Linked DNA regions of Xenopus tropicalis: region 1 is linked to region 2. A link is a contact called in public Hi-C data. All regions are on one chromosome and are shown on one strand. The core of a region is the stretch at or near the end of the contact, and the rest is flanking DNA. Distances in the headings are between cores, read along the strand shown.

What was found. A called contact is a pair of places that touch in the nucleus more often than the background predicts.
Region 1: a Hi-C map of gastrula embryo shows a contact between it and region 2, with 2.7 times the contacts expected there. The contact joins the promoter of znf217 here to the enhancer-like site in region 2. A contact is called at or near these places in 4 of 5 Hi-C or Micro-C datasets (brain, gastrula embryo, liver and 1 more).

The regions. Positions count from the first base shown.
Region 1 is chr10:34,568,381-34,573,717 of UCB_Xtro_10.0, reverse strand. It overlaps znf217 (zinc finger protein 217), which reads right to left and starts at 2,522. Exons shown (of 6, transcript NM_001045782.2): 1 at 2,438-2,522; 2 at 1-478. The coding sequence starts at 286.
Region 2 is chr10:34,500,803-34,505,957 of UCB_Xtro_10.0, reverse strand. No RefSeq gene overlaps it. Among named protein-coding and RNA genes, the nearest start is that of bcas1, 65 kb to the right of the region's middle. Within about 2 kb of position 2,612, at least 5 of the 11 cell types and tissues checked have an H3K27ac peak or open chromatin away from gene starts, as enhancers often do. A contact at or near this core is called in gastrula embryo and liver, where this site is marked.

The DNA of each region.
Region 1 (5,337 bases), core at 1,273-3,772, 68 kb before region 2:
ACTCTGCTTCAACACGGAGGACTTCTGGCTCACAGAGGGTTGGCCTATGCTGGACCAACACATGCTTTCCTAGATCCTCATGATGTTTATAGGCCTGGTCACAAAACATGCAGTCAAATGTCATGTCTCCCTCTGCCTGCATTAAAAAGGTTTCTTGCAGGTTCTTGTGTGAAATGGTATTGGTCCGTTTTAGGGTTAGGGAAGAATCAGGACTCTCCATCTGAGAACCAATGGCACTGCCCACCCCATCTGGGCAATCAAACTCTGAAAGTGACTGGACTGGCATTTTTAATCTGAACGTTGAAAAATTTGTGGAAAACAAAATGGTTTAAGACTCCCCTTTAGGAAACCTTAGAAATCACAATGCATGCAGAAGCATGGCTGTAGCTCACAAGCATGGCATTGGTTCATGTGCTACTCAAAGCAGCTATCCTTAATATCAATATCCAAACATCTTCATAAAGTGATCTGCTCGAACCTAAAAAAGAAAAAGCAAGAATAATATTTAATGGTGTGTTTCTAAAGAAATATGCATGCCACAAAACTAGGACAGGCTTTTTCATTTAATGTCAAGTGAGGTAGCTGCCATGTTAAGAGCTTTGCACAATAAAACCGCAGAATGCATATTTGGCCACTAGAGGTGCTGGTGTACTGAACCCTGGGGGAGAACAATGTGTGCTGCCTGTCTTTACAGAAGTGTCTTCTATTCAAATTTATAACTAAAAAAAAAAAAAAAAAAAAAAAATATCAGAATTACATGTACTATGCCCATAAACTATTCTATTCATCTCTAGAAAATATTTCTTAATTAGGTACCAGTATACATATATTTTTTAAAAACACAGTTACCAATAAATTTGTATCTAGTAATGCTGTATGAAGTTCTCACAAATAAAAAGTATTTTGAAAGGAAGGACGTACATTTTGTGCAATCCACTTCCTTTTCGGTTTAAACAGGAATTCAGTCCTTAATTCCCGTTATAAAGAACAACAGGGCATTATTTAGAAATATAAAATTAGCAGAAGAGTTTCCAAGATGATTTTGTAGCTTTGAGAAATAGGTGTAACCAGTGAAATGAGAGCACAGCTTGCAGAAAACACCAGCTAATATGGCAGCTAAAACTTTAGTGGTGCTTTAAATGTGCATTATAATTAGTAGTGTCTATCAACACCTCTCCCTACCCCCACCTTAACAACCAACACCCAGTGTTGAAAAGAATAATAGAAGAAAAGAACCTTTCTAAACTAGTAAAGATTTGCTGTACCTTACCCAAATTTTACTATCCTGAAAGCATATCGGTAGATACTAACTTATCAGGAGATATAAAACTTACTCTTTAACAAAGTGTGTCTATTCCCAGTGTTGCCAAATGAAAGGCACTTTGCTAGTTAAATACTATAGTTCAGGGCAATGGCTTTTTACACAATTCCCCCCAAACTATAAACACTGCTCTACCTTTTGTTTGTACTATATATTGATTTTAGAGAGATCCAACTGGTTCTGCAAAAAAGGAAAAACGTAAAGGGGCTCCAAAAAAGAAATCTGTAAATCATACTAAATGAATCCCTTTGTTGCCAAAGGATCATCAACACATTGCTTTGCAATACACAAAAGCCCCCAGCCACCCCCCTCTTCCTCCTCCTCCTCCTCCTCCTCCCTACACCTGGCAGCATGGTTCAATCTATGCACTTCTCAATACCATGGAAAAAAAAAAAAGACAAAAGTTTCCAAGAAACATTTCCCAATCATTCAGATTGATAGATGAAGGAAAGGGCAAAGCAGCCACACATACAACTATTAATCTAACAGCAAAGGGTGCTTGTACCTACTCCTGTGCATGCATTAGCAGGGATAAGATATCAAGGCTGGCGGACATCTTGCAGAACAGTGTAACCGACTCCTGTTCCTCACTCCAAACACATTGGGGAAGGCCCTAGTAGTAGAAAACAACCTATAACTCTATGCCAACCAAAAGCAGAAGAGGGAAAAGGTTACCCTCTTTGATACTGCAGAGACAGCCCACCTATATCAATAACTGGGTCAGTTTTTTTTTAAACTAAAGAACTCACATGGTTATGTGGAGGTTGTTGGGGGTTGTAGTTTAACACAATATATATATATATATATATATATATATATATATATATATATATATATATGTAGTACTGTAAAATCTTTTGCCAGCTTTTTTTTTTTTTTTTTTTTTTTTTTTAAACTCCAGGATGTATATATAAACATAAAAACTTTAAGTCTAAAATGATAATGCAACAAACAGGTTTGTAAGCAATGCCATAGGCTTGAATCTTAGTGTTCCTTCACTTCCTATTTTCACTTTGCTCTTGTGAACTGCTGCTTCCTACATAATGAGAGACAGAAAAGGCTTTCAAGGTCATCTTAAAAAATGCCCCAAACTGGCGGATCAGCAGACTCTCCTACCTTGTGCTGCAGGGAACACAGCTGACAGTGTAACCTTTAGAGCACAATGCTCAGTCCAACCCAGGCAAGAAGCAGAGAAAGAAATCCAAGTGCTAAGTGAGCCTCTCTCTCTCTCTAATGGTATTGTAGCCTCCCCAGCACTTGCATAACAAACCTGTCCCATGAACCTATTAATTACAGACGCCACAGAAAGTCTGCAGCTTTCAGAAAGAGACAGAGAAAGAAAGAGAAATGTCTTCCTGATGGGCTTTAAAGAGACACAATGAAGAAGAAGCAGCAGCTGCATTGTTACAAGATATCTTCTGCATATAGGGAACTTACACTCTATCAACTGATCTAAACAGATTCAATTCGACTAAATGAAATCAAAAGGAGAACTTTTCATACCCTACCCCCCACCCACAGATTACCTCTCTCCAAATCCCCCCCCCCCCTCACTGAAGCCCCCCTGATGGGCAGCTCAGTTCCAGCCTGGTGTTATTATCTGCTTTCCCACAAACAAGGGACAGACCTGGGGAGTTTAAATATTAGCAAACATGGCTATTTAGCAAGCACAAACATTATATACACATACAGACTATACACAGACTAGAATATGTATATTCCCTAACATTCTTCACTGATTAAATCAATGTGTGCCTATATATATATATATATATATATATATATATAATGAAGTATATTTACCAGATCTGTAGTTACTAATTTATATATATTTATTATTAAACGTATATTAAAAGTTTAACCTCCCCCCACCGACCAATACCAGCAGCAGTAAGATTGAGCCATGCAGAACTAGCAGCAGTGGGAATCTCTGAGAAGAGTTGGTGGGGGTGTTCCTATATAAACATATTTAGATAAGTATTTAATAACCATAGTATATACCCCCCTACTCACACACACACAGGTATACAGACCGGATCAGGGGCAGCAGAAGGAGTCCCAGCAGTGAGCAGGCAGTTAGTGCCTGTAGATGATCTGATAGTAAATAAGGAGGAGGGCTGAATGGCAGAAGTTTGCAGCTTCCCTCCCTCCCCCCTTCCCCCGGCTGTTGGAGGATGAGGATGATGAAGAAGAAGAATAGCAGAGGGTGGGGGCTCGTTACCTTTCTCTAGTTATGTACATGAGAGCGGTTGGGTTAATGGGGAGTTACATACCCAGCATTAGCTGTACCTGCCTCTTCTTATTTGGGGAAGGCACTTCCTGAGTGTGAGGGGGGGGGGGGAACACTCATCCTCTTTATACTCCATGTCCCTTGTATGATCCCGCCCCCTCCCCCCCCATGTATTGTGGCCCGAAGTCACCCGTCACCCTTACTAGTTACACTTACCCCCCAATATCAGCCATAACCACACAAGCAGTGCCCTTCATATTGGTTTCATATATAGAGCAGGAGAGCCGGTTATATAATAGTATATAATAGAGTATGACCAGGACTGGGGGGTGTGGGGGATATAGAAAGAATTGCGCATTCCCACGTTTATCTACCCCCCCCAACAAAACATATACATTGTAAAGGTCATTTACTCCTCCCTCCCAGGTGCCCCCCCATAATCCAGGAATTATGCCATGCTCTATTCATTCACCGCCCCCTAAATGGGGGGGGGGTCCAATTCTTTCTGTGTTTGGTACCAACACCCCCTATTTAGGAAATTGGGTTCAACCTCTGTACCCCCCGAGTCCCAGCACCTAATGCCCCCTCTATATACAGCTGTTAAGCTAATGGAGATAGCTAATACTGGGGGGGGGGGGGTGTTGCACCCCCATGTATAGTAATTGATATGGGGTCTCTAACCCCTTAACATCCCACTACCTTTAGCAACCCCCAATATATTGCAATCACCCCCCCTAACCTACAATCAGAATACTAGGGGGGGGGGGGTTGCACCCCCATGTATAGTAATTGATATGGGGTCTCTAACCCCTTAACATCCCACTACCTTTAGCAACCCCCAATATATTGCAATCACCCCCTTACCTACAATCAGAATACTGGGGGGGGGGGGGTTGCACCCCCATGTATAGTAATTGATATGGGGTCTCTAACCCCTTAACATCCCACTACCTTTAGCAACCCCCAATATATTGCAATCACCCCCTTACCTACAATCAGAATACTGGGGGGGGGGTTGCACCCCCATGTATAGTAATTGATATGGGGTCTCTAACCCCTTAACATCCCACTACCTTTAGCAACCCCCAATATATTGCAATCACCCCCTAACCTACAATCAGAATACATGGGGGGGGTTGCACCCCCATGTATAGTAATTGATATGGGGTCTCTAACCCCTTAACATCCCACTACCTTTAGCAACCCCCAATATATTGCAATCACCCCCTTACCTACAATCAGAATACTAGGGGGCGGGTTGCACCCCCATGTATAGTAATTGATATGGGGTCTCTAACCCCTTAACATCCCACTACCTTTAGCAACCCCCAATATATTGCAATCACCCCCCTAACCAACAATCAGAATACTAGGGGGGGGGGGTCACATCTCCTCTGCCCTTAGCAGTCCCCATATATTGCAGTACAATTAATATATAGCTATCTCTATGTCAGCAGCCGCCCACCCATATACACCTGTACAACTTGGGGGATTTCTCCAGCTGCCCAACCATGTAACATGGATACTGCAGGGGTCCCAGCCCCTCTATCCGCAGCAGGACACCGCTTATACTGCAATACAGAGTCAGAGAGGGTCCCACAAACACAGCATTAATAGTTATATGGTGTGACATGGGTGTGGGTTGCATATGAATGCACCACTGTGGCCCTCACCTCTGTGCCTCACTGCACAGCTGTTGCTCTAAGTATCCTCTTAGGCGCTGCGCAGGCACAGCAACAGGCTAGGCGGGAGCGCGCACGGCAGTTAGACCGTTGCCCGTGACTTG
Region 2 (5,155 bases), core at 1,363-3,862:
AACGCCCCTTGACCCCAATGTATTTTGCCAATTTTTGCCATTTTGCCAATTTTTTAGCAAAGCGAAACCAGACAGATTTGGTCATCATTAGAGTTAAGGGAATAATGTCACAATAATTAAGTGATCACTTGGATAGTTACAAAAAAGTACAGGTATGGGATCTGTTATCCGGAAACCCATTATCCAGAAAGCTCCGAATTACGGAAAGCCCATCTCCCATAGATTCCATTTTAATCAAATTATTCAGATTTTTAAAACTGATTTCCTTTTTCTCTGTAAAAATAAAACAGTACAGGTATAGGACCCATTATCCAGAATGCTTGGGACCAAGGGTATTCTGGATAAGGGGCCTTTCCGTAATTTGGATCTCCATAGGTCTACTAAAAAATTTATAAAACATTAATTAAACCCAATAGGATTGTTTTTCATCCAATACGGATTATTTATATCTTAGTTGGGATCAAGTACAGGTACTGTTTTATTATTACAGAGAAAAGGGAATCATTTAACCATTAAATAAACCCAATAGGGCTGTTCTGCCCCCAATAAGGGGTAATTATATCTTAGTTGGGATCAAGTACAGGTACTGTTTTATTATTACAGAGAAAAGGGAATCATTTAACCATTAAATAAACCCAATAGGGCTGTTCTGCCCCCAATAAGGGGTAATTATATCTTAGTTGGGATCAATTACAAGGTACTGTTTTATTGTTACAGAGAAAAAGCAAATCAGTTTTAAAATTCTGAATTATTTGATTAAAATGGAGTCTATGGGAGACAGGCTTTCCGTAATTTGGAGCTTTCTGGATAACGGGTTTCCGGATAAGGGATCCCATACCTGTACCTTGTAATTAATCCTAACTAAGGTATAATTACTCCTTATTGGAGGCAAAACAATCCTATTGGGCTTAATTAATGTTTATTTGTATTTTTTAGCAGACTTAAGGTAAGGAGATCCAAATTACAGAAAGACCCCTTATCTGGAATACCCTTGGTCCCGAGCATTCTGGATAACGGGTCACATACCTGTACAATAATTTAGAGATCACTTGGATAGGATACTTACAAAAAAAGTGCTGATTCAGCCTAAAGGATCCTTAGCCGACCCATTTCATAGCAGCAATGGCTTGAGATTCTATAATTAGCAGGGCCGGTGATGCTCATAATAGAACGGTCAGTGAGGCATCACACCCAAATGAGTGTTCAGCTGAGAGTGAAACACTTAGTAATTATAGGCTTCAAGGAAAACATTCCCAAGAGTAGGGCATTTATCATAATGTCATTAATGTAAAGCCAATCCTGGATGATTAAAGGGAATACACACCTTTTAGGCTGGGAAAACCTTCTTTTTAGCATATTGTGTGCTCAGAGAATTTCTTACTATATGGGCACCCATATATGTGTGTGCGTGTAGGGCCTCCCATCTCTGAGATAGAGATGAAGTGGTTTCCATTGGTTACACAGAATACCTGTTGGGCTGCTGGGGGAAGATCTCCATGTAGATGAAGAATGTAGTTGAGTGATTTAGAAGAGGGAGGCGCAGGTAAGTAGAAGACACAGGGTGGTGTTCAATTAAGGAGATTATTTAAGTAGAAGGTATATCCATTGATTTTCTCCGCCTCTCACACCCTGGGATTGGGAACAGTGTAAGAAACTGGTTTCCTCTGTATTTGCTTGTGTAAGCATGAGGATAATTATTTGAAAAAAAAGGAGGGCAGAAGAGTTCAGGTATCTCTAACAGTGCTGTTCCTGCTGAATTATTTTTAGTAAAGAAAATAGCAAATCAGTGCATTGTGTCTGAGTCTGAGCTTTCAGAAGGAGCCAGCGCTACACATTAGAACTGCTTTCAGCTAACCTATTGTTTCTCCTACTCCCATGTAACTGGAGGAGTCCCAAGCCAGACTTGGATTTCTTACTATTGAGTGCTATTCTGATACCTACTGGGAGCTGCTATCTTGCTCCCTTCCCATTGTTCTGCTGATCGGCTGCTGGGAGGGGGAGGGGGATATCACTCCAACTTGCAGCACAGCAGTAAAGTGTAACTGAAGTTTATCAGAGCACAAGTCATGTGGCTGTGGCACCCTGGGAAATGAAGAATATGGCTAGCCCCATGTGAAATTTCAAAATTAAATATAAAATCTGTTTGCAGAAAATAGTAAAAAGTGGATTTCAATGCAGGATTCTACTGGAGAAGCTCTATTAACTGATGTGTATTCCCATGACAATATTCCTTTAAGGGGCTGTTCCTGCTGAATTGTGCTTAGTACAGGGGAATATATATGCTGCCATAGTTTTATGGTATCTCTGTACAGGCTAGAAGCAAACTTAGGGGGCTGTTTCTGCTCAATTGTGCTTAGTACAGGGAATCCCTATGCTGCCATAGTTTTATGGTATCTCTCTGTACAGGCTATGAGCAAACTTAGGGGGCTGTTCCTGCTGAATTGTGCTTAGTACAGGGGAATCCCTATGCTGCCATAGTTTTATGGTATCTCTCTGTAAAGGCTATGAACAAACGTAGGGGGCTGTTCCATACCCCATTTTACTGTGCATGCCCTCGCTGACACCAAACTCACCATTGAGTCCATCAGTGCAGTCGGATGTAGCTGGGCAGCCAAAGAACAATGGAGACTGAAAGGCTAAAAATTGAAAGCTGAGCCAGTAACACCTTCACAGATCCCTGCAGGAGGAAACTTTACATGAATACAGAAAACAAAGCATTGCGTATGGCTTCCCAACAATGATTCACTTTATTGCTGATGGGAAGACATTTCGGGGAGATTAGTTGCCCCAGTCACCGCAGTAGCCAAGGTTAACCACAGACGAGTAATCACCCTGTGGGACCATGAGGCTCAGTATTATGATCAACCTTATGCATCTTTGTGAGATTTTTGCTTTATAGTTGTTGGAATGCACCTAAAATAATCCGTTTCCGTTCCTGCAGCATCCTGAGTGTTTTTGAATTTATAACGTGCACCATTTAATATCCCGGCTGCTTTGGATACACGGAGCGCACTCCGACTTCCAATGCCCTTCCCCATGGAATAGGCTGGGACTCAGCTCCCGTATAGTCCCACTTTCCCTGTATCTCTCCCAGGCAGCTCTGCTAAAGCCATTAAGTGAGTACAGGTGCCTATATTGGGAACCCCAGGAGCTAATGCACAGCATATGTTCTGCTAATTCACAGATCTGTAAGCACCATTAACAGCCGAGGTTACATGCCTATTACCCTAAGTTCAATCCGCTTGTTAGGATACAATATGTTCCCTGTTCTTACCCTGAAGTGCTGCATTCCTTGCATGGAAGCTGCTCCTGCTGAACTATATAGAAACTACTGAGTCACTAGGGCAAAAGCAGAAGGAATAGAGGGGAAGTATAACTACATTTTTTAAAGACTTTCACCATCATGAGTTAGCCGGCAGCCCTAGGGTTGCTGTTTCTCAAATGAACCAAAATTTTGGTAATGGCAGTTAGAAACTGCTAATATCTCAGAAACCACTACAATACCAGAAAGTGACAGAAAAGCAATATGAGTAAGTAAAGATCAGTTCTTTTTTTGTTTTTTTTTCTGCAAGATTAATAAACAGCAGATAGAGACATGTGGCCTTAGCATAACTATTACTATTATCCCTGTGTTGCAGCAATAGTACCGGAATGTAGAGACAAGATGTATTCCAAAACGGAAAGTGCTTCACCTGTTTCCTCTCTCTGTCTCCCAATGGGATATTTAAAACAAGCATGTGTTTGAACCATCCAAGTGTTTTACCTACAGGTTATATGATCTCTCCCTTAGCAAGAGAAAAGATTTGTTCAATAAAGCTGCAGAAAGTGGGTGGGGGCAAATGTATAGGGGTCGTGACTACAGCACAAATCTATCATCTATTTATCCTTTTTTTGTTTCTATATATCTGTAACCTTGTTATGAGCTAAGGGGGCCCAGCCTGAAGGCCAGTTAGGGGGAGATTTGGGGCGAGTGCTTATTTGTGTCCTGGGTACCCCTGGAACTATAGCAGGGTGACTGTTACCCCAATGTTTCTATATATCTGTAACCTTGTTATGAGCTAAGGGGGCCCAGCCTGAAGGCCAGTTAGGGGGAGATTTGGGGTGAGTGCTTATTTGTGCCCTGGGTACCACTGGTACTATAGCAGGGTGACTGTTACCCCAATGTTTCTATATATCTGTAACCTTGTTATGGGCTAAGGGGGCCCAGCCTGAAGGCCAGTTAGGGGGGATTTGGGGTGAGTGCTTATTTGTGCCCTGGGTACCCCTGGAACTATAGCAGGGTGACTGTTACCCCAATGTTTCTATATATCTGTAACCTTGTTATGGGCTAAGGGGGCCCAGCCTGAAGGCCAGTTAGGGGGAGATTTGGGGTGAGTGCTTATTTGTGCCCTGGGTACCCCTGGAACTATAGCAGGGTGACTGTTACCCCAATGTGTCTATATATCTGTAACCTTGTTATGAGCTAAGGGGGCCCAGCCTGAAGGCCAGTTAGGGGGGGATTTGGGGTAAGTGCTTATTTGTGCCCTGGGTACCCCTGGTACTATAGCAGGGTGACTGTTACCCCAATGTTTCTATATATCTGTAACCTTGTTATGAGCTAAGGGGGCCCAGCCAGAAGGCCAGTTGAGATGAGTGTTTTTTGTGCCCTGGGCACCCCTTAACTATAGCAAGGTGACTGGTACACCCCCGTTTTCATCTGTAAATTGGTTATGATGTTAGTGGAGCACAAAGGGGGTTCAAAATTATGAGGTCTGATTACTGCATTAAGGAAATAGCCAAATTGAGTAAATGTATTTAGAGTAATCCCACCTTTGCTAACAGGCAGTTAATCTGTAATTAAACGTGAAAGGAATTGTAAATTCTGTATTCATTGTATAAATTGTATAAATTGTAAATATCTGCTGTATTCAGGTTGAAGGGACTTCTGGATCAGCCAGACTGCTATTCCTTGTCTGTTCTAATTCTTTAGGGGACATTTATTTGCTGGTATTTTTCAGAGTTATTAGTATAAGTGATCTGTATAGTCTGCAGTTCCACTACAACTCCCAGCATCTACTGACGATGAAAGCGAGACATATCTGTGCCTATATATTATACAGGTACATTATGTGCATATATGATATGGGGGTTACACTGTGACAGTGGGGGGGGGGGG